2 separate regions of the Gasterosteus aculeatus genome follow, and region 2 is linked to region 1. The links are chromatin contacts, called in public Hi-C maps. All regions are on one chromosome and are shown on one strand. The core of a region is the stretch at or near the end of the contact, and the rest is flanking DNA. Distances in the headings are between cores, read along the strand shown. Region 1 overlaps neo1a (neogenin 1a). Region 2 overlaps neo1a (neogenin 1a).

What was found. A called contact is a pair of places that touch in the nucleus more often than the background predicts.
Region 2: a contact with region 1 is called in a Hi-C map of skeletal muscle, with 3 times the contacts expected there. The contact joins two enhancer-like sites. A contact is called at or near these places in 2 of 6 Hi-C or Micro-C datasets (both in skeletal muscle).

What each region holds. Positions count from the first base shown.
Region 1 is chr12:21,133,180-21,137,615 of fGasAcu3.hap1.1, reverse strand. All of the region lies in intron 3 of neo1a (neogenin 1a), which reads right to left. Among protein-coding and RNA genes, the nearest start is that of neo1a, 53 kb to the right of the region's middle. Within about 2 kb of position 1,480, at least 1 of the 9 cell types and tissues checked has open chromatin away from gene starts, as enhancers often do.
Region 2 is chr12:21,168,648-21,173,579 of fGasAcu3.hap1.1, reverse strand. neo1a (neogenin 1a) reads right to left here. Exons shown (of 29, transcript XM_078085704.1): 9 at 2,528-2,762; 10 at 1,501-1,655; 11 at 12-160. Among protein-coding and RNA genes, the nearest start is that of snx1b, 22 kb to the left of the region's middle. Within about 2 kb of position 3,494, at least 3 of the 9 cell types and tissues checked have open chromatin away from gene starts, as enhancers often do.

The DNA of each region.
Region 1 (4,436 bases), core at 231-2,730:
GACCAAAGTGTCCACGGGGTTCTGCCGTTGCTAAAGCCTTGGTCACGTGCGGTTGTTCAGACGGTGATGCTTTTGTTGGAAACAACACGTCAGTGAGGGACGGGCGCTCGCATTTCCTCTTTAAACTTTAATTGCATTGTATTGCAAAACCCACTTGAATAAACTCCCTCCAAATAACAACAACAACAACAACAAGTAAACGCTGTTCAGCCCCCCCGATATGGCGCTTAATAAAAAGCACTTCAGGGTAATTGTACAATGAAAAAGAGAGAGATTATTCTATCTCTCTAGTGCAGCCTCGATCGTAGCAGGGAATTACGCTTTGATGGGCGCTGCTTTAGTCCTGTTCTGAAGTAGCTCTGCATGGTAAACGGAAAGCGCAGCATGAATTCTTTAAATCCCGCGCCGCCAGGGACTTTTTATTTAAATACAAATATGGGATGCAGTTAAAAGATGGGGCCGATTGAAGTATTCCTCAAAGAAAACCTCAAAGTGGAAAGTAGATACGATAGACGCAACGCCGGCAATTCATGAGAAATACTGTGGGTGCGCATCTAAAAATAGGTTCACTCCACCAGGAGGAAAGAGAAGGCCGAACCGAAGCTGGACCATGAAACTCATCTCGGCGCCACGGCGATGGGAAAGAGCACGAAACAAACGGACAGGAGACGGATGGGTGGCGTTCCGTCTCCCTGGAGGGGGGGGGGGGGCGCCGGAGATGACAGGAAGAGCGCGTCCTGTTACCTTGTTACCAGCCTCGGTCTGGTGTCGCAGAACGACACAACAGGCAAATGGTACATTTCACAACACGACAACCTCCACACAGCGGTGTGAACACAGAGGATGCAGGGAGGAACTCGTGGAGGGGGAGAACTGTATGCGAGGGGGGGGGCGGCGGCAGGCACCGTTAGGTGCGTAAAGCTAACTCTCTGATAGCTGTCAGCCGGGGGAGGGATGTCTTTAGCTGCTGAACCACTCGGGGTGCAGACCAGATGTTGCACCGTGCTCCCAAAAGGCTTTGGACGCTCTCATTCCTCGCTTCGTTTTATTGTTTTGTTTTTTTTCTCACGACGAAGCGCGTGAGCAGGGGGGGCGTGGGGGCCATATACGTCGGTCGGACCGCCTCTCCATTGTGCGTGGGACGAGCGTGACAAGTTGCGTGGTTTTGATTGCCGCTTTTCCTTTTGTGCGTGCTCCCAAACTGAAATAACACGCAATCAATTGTGTCTTGATGGGACGTGACGCGCGGGGACGAGGCACGGTTGGCGCGCTGACAGCCGCTGAGGCGTACGGACGGAGGAGACACTGAGACGGGAGGCTGGCGGATGCCGGAGGATGGAGGACGCATGACATGGGCCGGGTCAGTTGTTGCCATGGAAACATCAAGGAGAAGGCAATCCAGACAAACGTATATTTCTATTCCATTAGACACAGTGTACGTATACACACACACACACACACACACAAATATGTCGACAATGGTAAAAAGGTGGGAATGATTATAATCTGGATTGGGTCTTTTTTGACATCTTTGACATCAAAAATGTTGAAATTAAAGCGTAAAGCTTTTATGCTAAACGATTTGAAAAGGTGCCATTTTGGCTCTAATGAGACAGAAAAAAACGTCATGCACAATATTGTCTGATTATTATTTATGAAGGCGCTTTGATCAAAATACAATGAATTTTATACATATATATATTCATGTGTGGCTGCTACAACATGTAAAAGCAGGGAACCTGAAGTACAAATTGGATGATTCGATGTTCTCGCTTCTTCGCACAGACAAAAAAAAACTGTCAATAGTTGTTAAGGGCCATCCGGCCAGAAACCGCAGCGGCACAGCGGGGGTCATTTGTCAGCTTTTGAGAGCTTCTTTTTCTCCTGCTTTTTGAAACGGAGGTACAAGGATGCAACTAATGATTCATTTCTTCATCAGCTAAACGGCAGAATATTCTCTTCCTCGGTCGATTCATTTATTTGGTCAAATTAGGATAAATGCCAAACTACTCTCTCACACTTCCCCAGAGCTCAAGGTGCCGTCCTTCAGTTGGAAAAAAAGAAAAAGATAATCACCTTTCATCGCGCCAGACAAAGAAAAGCAGCAAATCATCGTTTGAGCAGACGGAACGAGGTCGTTCTGTTGGGTTTTCGTTTTTTCACCGCGACGTTCACCATCCGATCACGCCAGGACGCGCCAAGCGTCCCGTCCGTGAAACGGCACCGCGCTCGCCTCGGGAGCCCGGCGACGCGGCCCACATGCCGGGGGGGGGGGGCGCTTCCAGTCTGGACCTCGGCGAGGATTGATCGGTATGTGGGGGGAGACTTGGCGAGGCGGGAAGAGGGAGGGGGAAACCACGCCGGAGCCCAGCAGAGACCTCGCTGCTTCAAAATAAAAGCTTTTCAATGACAAAACAATGAAGGGTGAACTCTTTACAGGAACGCGTGTTCATCACAGACTCAGCCGAGCTTTGTCGCTTCCCCTGCTTCCCATGTGCAGTTCACCTGTTCACAGCCAAGTCGACTCCCTGCAGAATCTGGGAGAAACGAGCCCTTTTTCATTACGGGTAATTGAGTTGTACCTCAAACAGTACTGATTGTATTAGGGCCCTTAATCATGTTACGGTGTCTTATTTTATCACTGGGAATTTAGCTCATTCTTGGCCCATTCTGAGGCTAACCTTCCGCAGAGGTCGTTGCCACGGGAGACCGCGGCGGCTCCCATTACCCGCGCGCAGATGAATGTGTCGGCGCAACGAGGGTGCATCCCTTTGCCCTCTGTCTCGCACCCCCCTTCTTCCCCTCGCCCCATTATCGGCGAGGAGGAGGAGGAGGAGGAAGATGCAGAGAGGAGCTCCACAGACGAGGAGCCGCGTGCTGTTGGAGGAGGGACGTGTCCGTCGGGAGCCGATGTGGTTGCACCGCCCTCGCATCCTCTGTCAAGCGCTTGTTTCCTTGAGGCCCGGAGCGACGCCACGCTCCTCTGGAACGAAGGCCCCACCCCCCCCTCCTCCTCTGGCCCAACGGGGCGACCATGATAAAAGATGGACGCCGCACGATACGAGCTGAAGGGCTGACCTCTCCCCTCCTTCACTCCCCTCCCCGAAGCACCGTCCGAGCCCCCCGTCCCCTCCTCGCTGCACTTATTAACCTCCACCACGGACTCCACCCAGTTTCCCATCAGCCCTCCCACCGCGCGTTTCGGTCGAAGCGCTTTTGCCCGCTAGAGAGGGACATGCTGCTGCTGGTTCTTATCTGGGGGGGGGGGGGGGGGGGGCACATCTGTGGATGCTATCAGCTCCGTTTACACCCTTCGAGAGCAGCCGGTGTGGAGATGAGAAGGATGGAGGCTCGGCCTGGGGAAAAGAAACCATAATAACATTTCACGTTTTATTTTACACGTCTTACCTGTGTGTGTGTGTGTGTGTTGGTGATAACGTCCCCCCCCCCACAGTTTGGTAACCACTGCATGTATGGGCACTAAATGCAGAAAGTGCACACAAGAAGCAACGGTAGGACGGGAAAAGCCTTTCCTGCATCAGCGAGATTTGGCGCGAGCCGTGTTTAAAGAGGCTCGTTGCACACGCGCTCTCGTGTTTGCACAAATAGCCGGTCTGTAACCGCGCGCCTCGCTGTGAAGCTCCTGCGGCTGCTACGGGGAGAGCGTCCTCATCTTAGTCTTCCTGTGGCGCCGCTGATGATGAAACGCGCTGCAAGGACACAATGAGGCGAGCGCAGCACAGTCGGCCTCGCCGCACAAAGCATCCGCTTGAGCCCTGAACTTGAAGGGGGGGGATTCTCTTTCAAAGTGTGAGACCATCGAGTCACAGGCGCAGTCCAGGGCCATGAGGTCGCTCAACACGGCCGAGGCATTTATCTGGTCGGGGTGTGGATGGGAATGTTAAATTAACGCCGGTTAGCGGCGTTCCAGCCCACATCTCATACCGAATCGCCCAATGTTCATTGTGTGTGTGCAAATAATGAGAATTAAAGTCAAAGGAAATGTGAAAATCGACTCTGGAGGCTGAACGACAGAAGTCTGAGCAGCGGAAGTCAAATGCTACAGAACGTAAAGGTTAAAAACACACCTGGATCTCGGATCACGGCCGATCATAGACTCATTTTTTCCCCGTCTTCTCTTTTCCGAGACGCTCCGATGAGCCTTCGAAGCGGTTCACTTTTTCGGGAGGGATCCGACACGATTTGAACACAAAGTTCATTAGCCACGGCGGCAAACACGGACGTCAAATACAGCGGAAACACGGCGCACATGCTGAACGGGCTGCAGGAGGGCGCCGCTCGCGTTTAGCATTTACACCGCCGACGGGCACAGCGGCGGCTCGTGGGGGTTATTGTTAAATACCAACGTGAAGGAGATCAGTCCAACGAGGGCAAACCAGACAGCACACAGGGGAGGTATCGAGGAGGACAGAGGC
Region 2 (4,932 bases), core at 2,245-4,744, 34 kb before region 1:
ATGAGGCCTACCTGCTCGCTGCCAAAGCTTTTGTCCGTGTAGTACAACTTGTAGGTGAGCATCTCTCCGTTGCCGGTGAGCGGTTTGTCCCAGCTGAGAGAGACGGAGGTGGGCGAGTTGGACGCCGCCTGCAGGTTGGGGGCGGGGCCGGGGACTTGCACTGAAGCGGGAGAGAGGAGAGATCATTAAAAGCATCTTGTTTCACCCGGAGCTCCAGCGAGGCACCAGAACCTATTCCAAAGGGAGACAGGGGAGGGCAGCAGCGTCCAGTCTCCCTCTACACTCGGTGCCGTGTAGTGAAGATTCCATATTTTAAGCGTTTAACATTCGTCAGCGTCGGAGGACACGGAACGATTCAATAAGTTGTGACTTATTCGCTTTATTCAGAATAAGGCGGTTAGTTTACACAAGGTGATATATTCGTCTCTGCCACATACGTCTTGTCTGCGTGTGTGTGTGTGTCTGCGTATGTGTGTGTGTGTGTGTGTGTGTCTGTGTGTAGCCCGTCTCTGAGGAGACGCTGCAGCGCCGCGTGCACGTGTCTGGCACTGAGGGGCCGGGTCAGAAGTTTAAGCTCTATTCGTAGCATGTCCCCCCCCCCGCTAACGGAGCGTCCACGACAGAGATTTACTGCGTCCTCGCCGCTTTCCCCCCCGCGGGCGTCTGGGCGCCTGCTGGCAGAGCATCAACGTGCCGTCTGTGTGTGTGTGTGTGTGTGTGTGTGTGTGTGTGTGAGTGAGAGCCGGTCCGTCCGTCCTCCAACCAAGGGCGCAGGCAGCGAGACGGCGGCTGACCTACAAAGTGACAGAGACAGAGCTGTGGCCGAGGTGAGGCGACCCCCCCCCCGCCCGCGCCCCCCTTGACGGCGTGCGGGGAAATCCCCGTCGCAGCACTTCTCAAATGTGTGTCGAGGCGGCCGAACACAAAGAGAAAGGAAGAAGAGGAGAAACCCCTTCGTCCCCTCAGCGACTCTCTCCTCACCTCAAAGCCTCCTAGTGAGCTTCTGCAAAGCGTCTTTGTGGAGACGGGATGGGGAGGGAGGGGGAGGGGGGCGGGTGAGGGGGGAGATACTACACTTCATTCCTTACTCAGGTAGGAAAAGCTCAAAGACACACAAACAGACACACACAGGGATTACACAGTAAATGTTGGGGCATAAACAAGAAGGGGCTTATAGGAAGAAAACACTGAGCTGGGTGGTCTGCCACGGCGAAACGGCGTCCTCCTCCTCCGTGTGTGTGTGTGTGTGTGTGTGTGCTGCCTCTGTTTGAAGTGAGCGCACGCTGTTTGCGAGGGAATATTTGTTTGTGTGAACGTTTATTTTTCGCGCTGGTTTTTCCGAGTGCATCCTGTTTGCACCGGCGTGCCAGCGTGAGCGCGTTTCCAACAACCTGGCTGCAACCCGGCTTCATGTTTACGTGTCCTGTTTCCTGAGCACATATAAAAGAACCTGTGTGTGTGTGTGTGTGTGTGTGTGTGTGTGTGTGTGTGTGTCCTTACCTTCAGCCTGGGTGGCCACTTTGAGCGCTGCGGAGCTCTCCCCCTGGCCGTTGCCGTTGTGGGCCACGACCCTGAAGCGATATTTGGTGTCTGGCATGAGGTTCTGGATGGTGACCTGCATCTCTCCTGGACGGCTGGTGTTCACTACTCGCTCCCTGACGTGCGCGCGCACACAGACACACACACGCACAGAAACAGGCCTGTTAATAACGTCAGTCTTCCATTTACAGTAGGGTACATAACTTAGTTATATAATGTGTATTGTACTGTACTTGTTCATTTGATAATAGAACAAGTGTGCATATTTGCCTCCTTTCCATCCCCCCCCCCCACCCAAAAAAAAGAAGAATTGTTTTAAGATCCAAGGAATCTTCCCCAGGTGTCGGGTTTAACGTCTGGCTGGTTTTGTCCAAAACGCAAAGACAATCAATCAGCATTCGCATTGATCCGATTAAAGATTCACACATTCGCATGGAATGCTGGAAAAATAGCCCTCAGCCGCTGAGCGAACATTACATCCTACAGCAGAAAAGGAGAGGAAGCGCATGTGCAGCCCTGCTGGTTTTGTGTAGATGTTGCGTGTGCGCTCTGTGCATTTGCACAGATAGTTATGCACTCATTTGCATCCTGAGCTCTCGCACTGGCAAGTAAAAGCCTTTTCATGTATTCGGCCACTTGTGAAAATAAGAGACAAAAAAATGCCCCCAAACACTGAGGAGATATTGTAGAAAAACCTCCCGGCTTCCTAAATCTAATTCTCAGACACTCAGTAAATCCTCTCAAGAGCCACTTTAAAAAAAAAAAAGAAAAAAAAAAGTAAAAAGAGTTTGGAATGAAATATTTTGTTGATACTTGCAGAGGTAATCCTTGGAGGAAGGAAGTTTGCTTTTAATTATTTACCACTTTAACTGCTTTAATAAGATATTTGCAGCGTCGTCAGAGACCCGCATACGAGTACTCTTGTGTAGTAGTATCGTGTGTGTGGGTGTGTGTGTACGGCAGTACTACCGTCCAGTGCGAGGAGTACCTGCTGGTTCCCTCCTGGCTGTAGAAAACAGAGAAGGTCAACTCGTCTCCGTGGGGCTCGGCTGGCGGGCGCCACGTCAGCTTGATGAAACGGGTGGAAACCAGGGAGGCCACGACGTCGCGGGGGGGCGAGGGGGCGGGCCCCGCCGGACGGGCTGCCCCTCTGGAGCCTGGCGTTACATGGTCAGCAGTGTTAGGAGTCAGTGAGGGGGGAGGAAAAGAGGGCAGGGCTACATCTTTGGGTCGGAAGGGGGGGGGGGGGGGAGGGAGAGAGAGGGATGGCGAGGTGGGTGCAGCGAGAGGGAGGGGGGGGGTGCAGGAGACAGTGGCAGCATAGGACATCCACAGGGGGGGGGGGGGATGGAGGAGGTGAAATGGAAATGACAGTGAAACGGAAGAAAGGAAGGAAACAAAAAAAAGAAGAAAAAACAAAATAACAACAACGTAACGAAAAAAGCCTTTTAACGTGACGAGGAACCACAGAAATATAACACTTGTACTACACGATTAGAAGCACAATACGAGGGGACTACACATGCAGATCTACACACAGCGCTCTGATGTAGACGGTGGCGGAACAGATTTCATTTCACAGACGGCCCTCCCAGCAATCATTTTTAATTACAAATGATTGACGCTTTTACTCTAAAACAAGACGGAGGGAGACTTTGTGCACACCAGAAACCGTGTTTGCGGAATTCAATTGCTTTTCATTCGCCAAAGACAAAAACATTCCTACGTTTAAAACTAAAGTAAAAAACACACAGAAGCAGGAGATGCTTTCCGTTTTCCTTTTTTGTTACTTTCGGCCGTCACATTCCTTCGGCTCAACCACAGAAATGTCTGTGACTTCACTCGGCGGTTGCTGCTTCTTTTTTCAGTCTTCTTCGGTGGAACGAACCGAGCGAGAGCTGCTCTCCACAAAACCACAGCGTCAGTCCGCGTGTCCGCGTGTCCGTGGGCGGGTCACGTGAGCCGACTGGAGGGCAAAGGGACGACGCGGCGCAGTGTGCAAACGGTGTGTTATTGCTGGAGGGAATTGTTGTGAAATACAAAGCAGCTGCTGGCATGCGCATCTGTCCGTCTTGGCGTGCGGGACGACCGCGAAGCTGGCTTTAATATTTGTTTACATATCAAATTCCCCAGTTCATTGACTTTTGTGGCTGCAGGGATTTTCTGTTATTCGGTCTGCTCGTCTCCCACTGGGATCAACATGCATCTGCACACACTTTGTAGCTTCAAACGAAAGCCGCAGTGCTATCGTGTGTGTGTGTGTGTGTGCGTGCGCACCAAATACACTCAGCCTTTGTATTGGAAAGTTGTGTTTGCTCTTGGATTTGAAATGAAACAATGATTTATGAGGTTAAAGTGCTGATTGCAATCGTTCATTTCGGATTATTTGACACCAATTTTTAAAAAAAAAAGAAGGAAAAATCAATTCATCACACGCAGGGTGCGGCGGCTGAAGTCGATTTCTGGGTCTGAAGCTGGAGCTCTGAGATTAGCAGATACTCGATGTCTTCACTCCCGGCTCACTTTGCTGTTCTTTTTGCCTTCAGTCTGGTCAACAGCAAATAAGACTGCGATGGATTGCGGTCCGGTGACTGATGAGTCTGCCGCGTCGTCCGCGTAATGTTTAAATGGGGACTGAAATCCCCGCCTCCACCAAGCTGGATGTCAACAACCTCCAACAGCCTCTAGGCTGGAAGTCAACACTTCGACCTCAACGCCTTCATTTCAAAGCCAATTTACTAAAAACGGAGGGAAACAAATCGTCATCCTAAAGCTCTCTGACTGCAGCGTAAATGACCGATACAAAAGACAGAAAAGCACAAGGCTGTGGTGTCTCTCTCACACACACACACACACACACACACACACACACACACACACAGCAAAGGGATTGCCACTTAACCACGAGCAGGCTCACCCATCGTCATTGGATAAAACCGACACAAGGGGAAGATTTATGAATTTCAGACAACTCCTCCCTTCCTTTGAATAAGGAAACCTTTGACCTTTTTGGTAAAATTGTGAACTTATTGATCTGTGAAGCAGAGTTTCCCCACAAAGAATCACCCAAAAGCGCCACTACATTACAGATGTGTTCATAGTTTTTTTTTTGGGAAATAAGTTAGTTTGCATAAAGAATTATTAAAAAGGACCAAACAAATGGGGCTTCCACCCGTCGTAGATTAGTTGACTAATTTCAGTAATCCCCAAGCAGATTGGTAAGAGTCCAATCCACATGGAACTGCCTGCTGATTTAAAGTTGAGGCTCCATACGAGTTCTGCAAAAGGATTCCGTAAAAATTAAACTGAAGAAAGGCTGCAATAATTAGTTTAAATCCCCGAGGGGGAAGACAGCTATCCAAGAATTAACTGTCACCCACTTAGTTAGGAAGC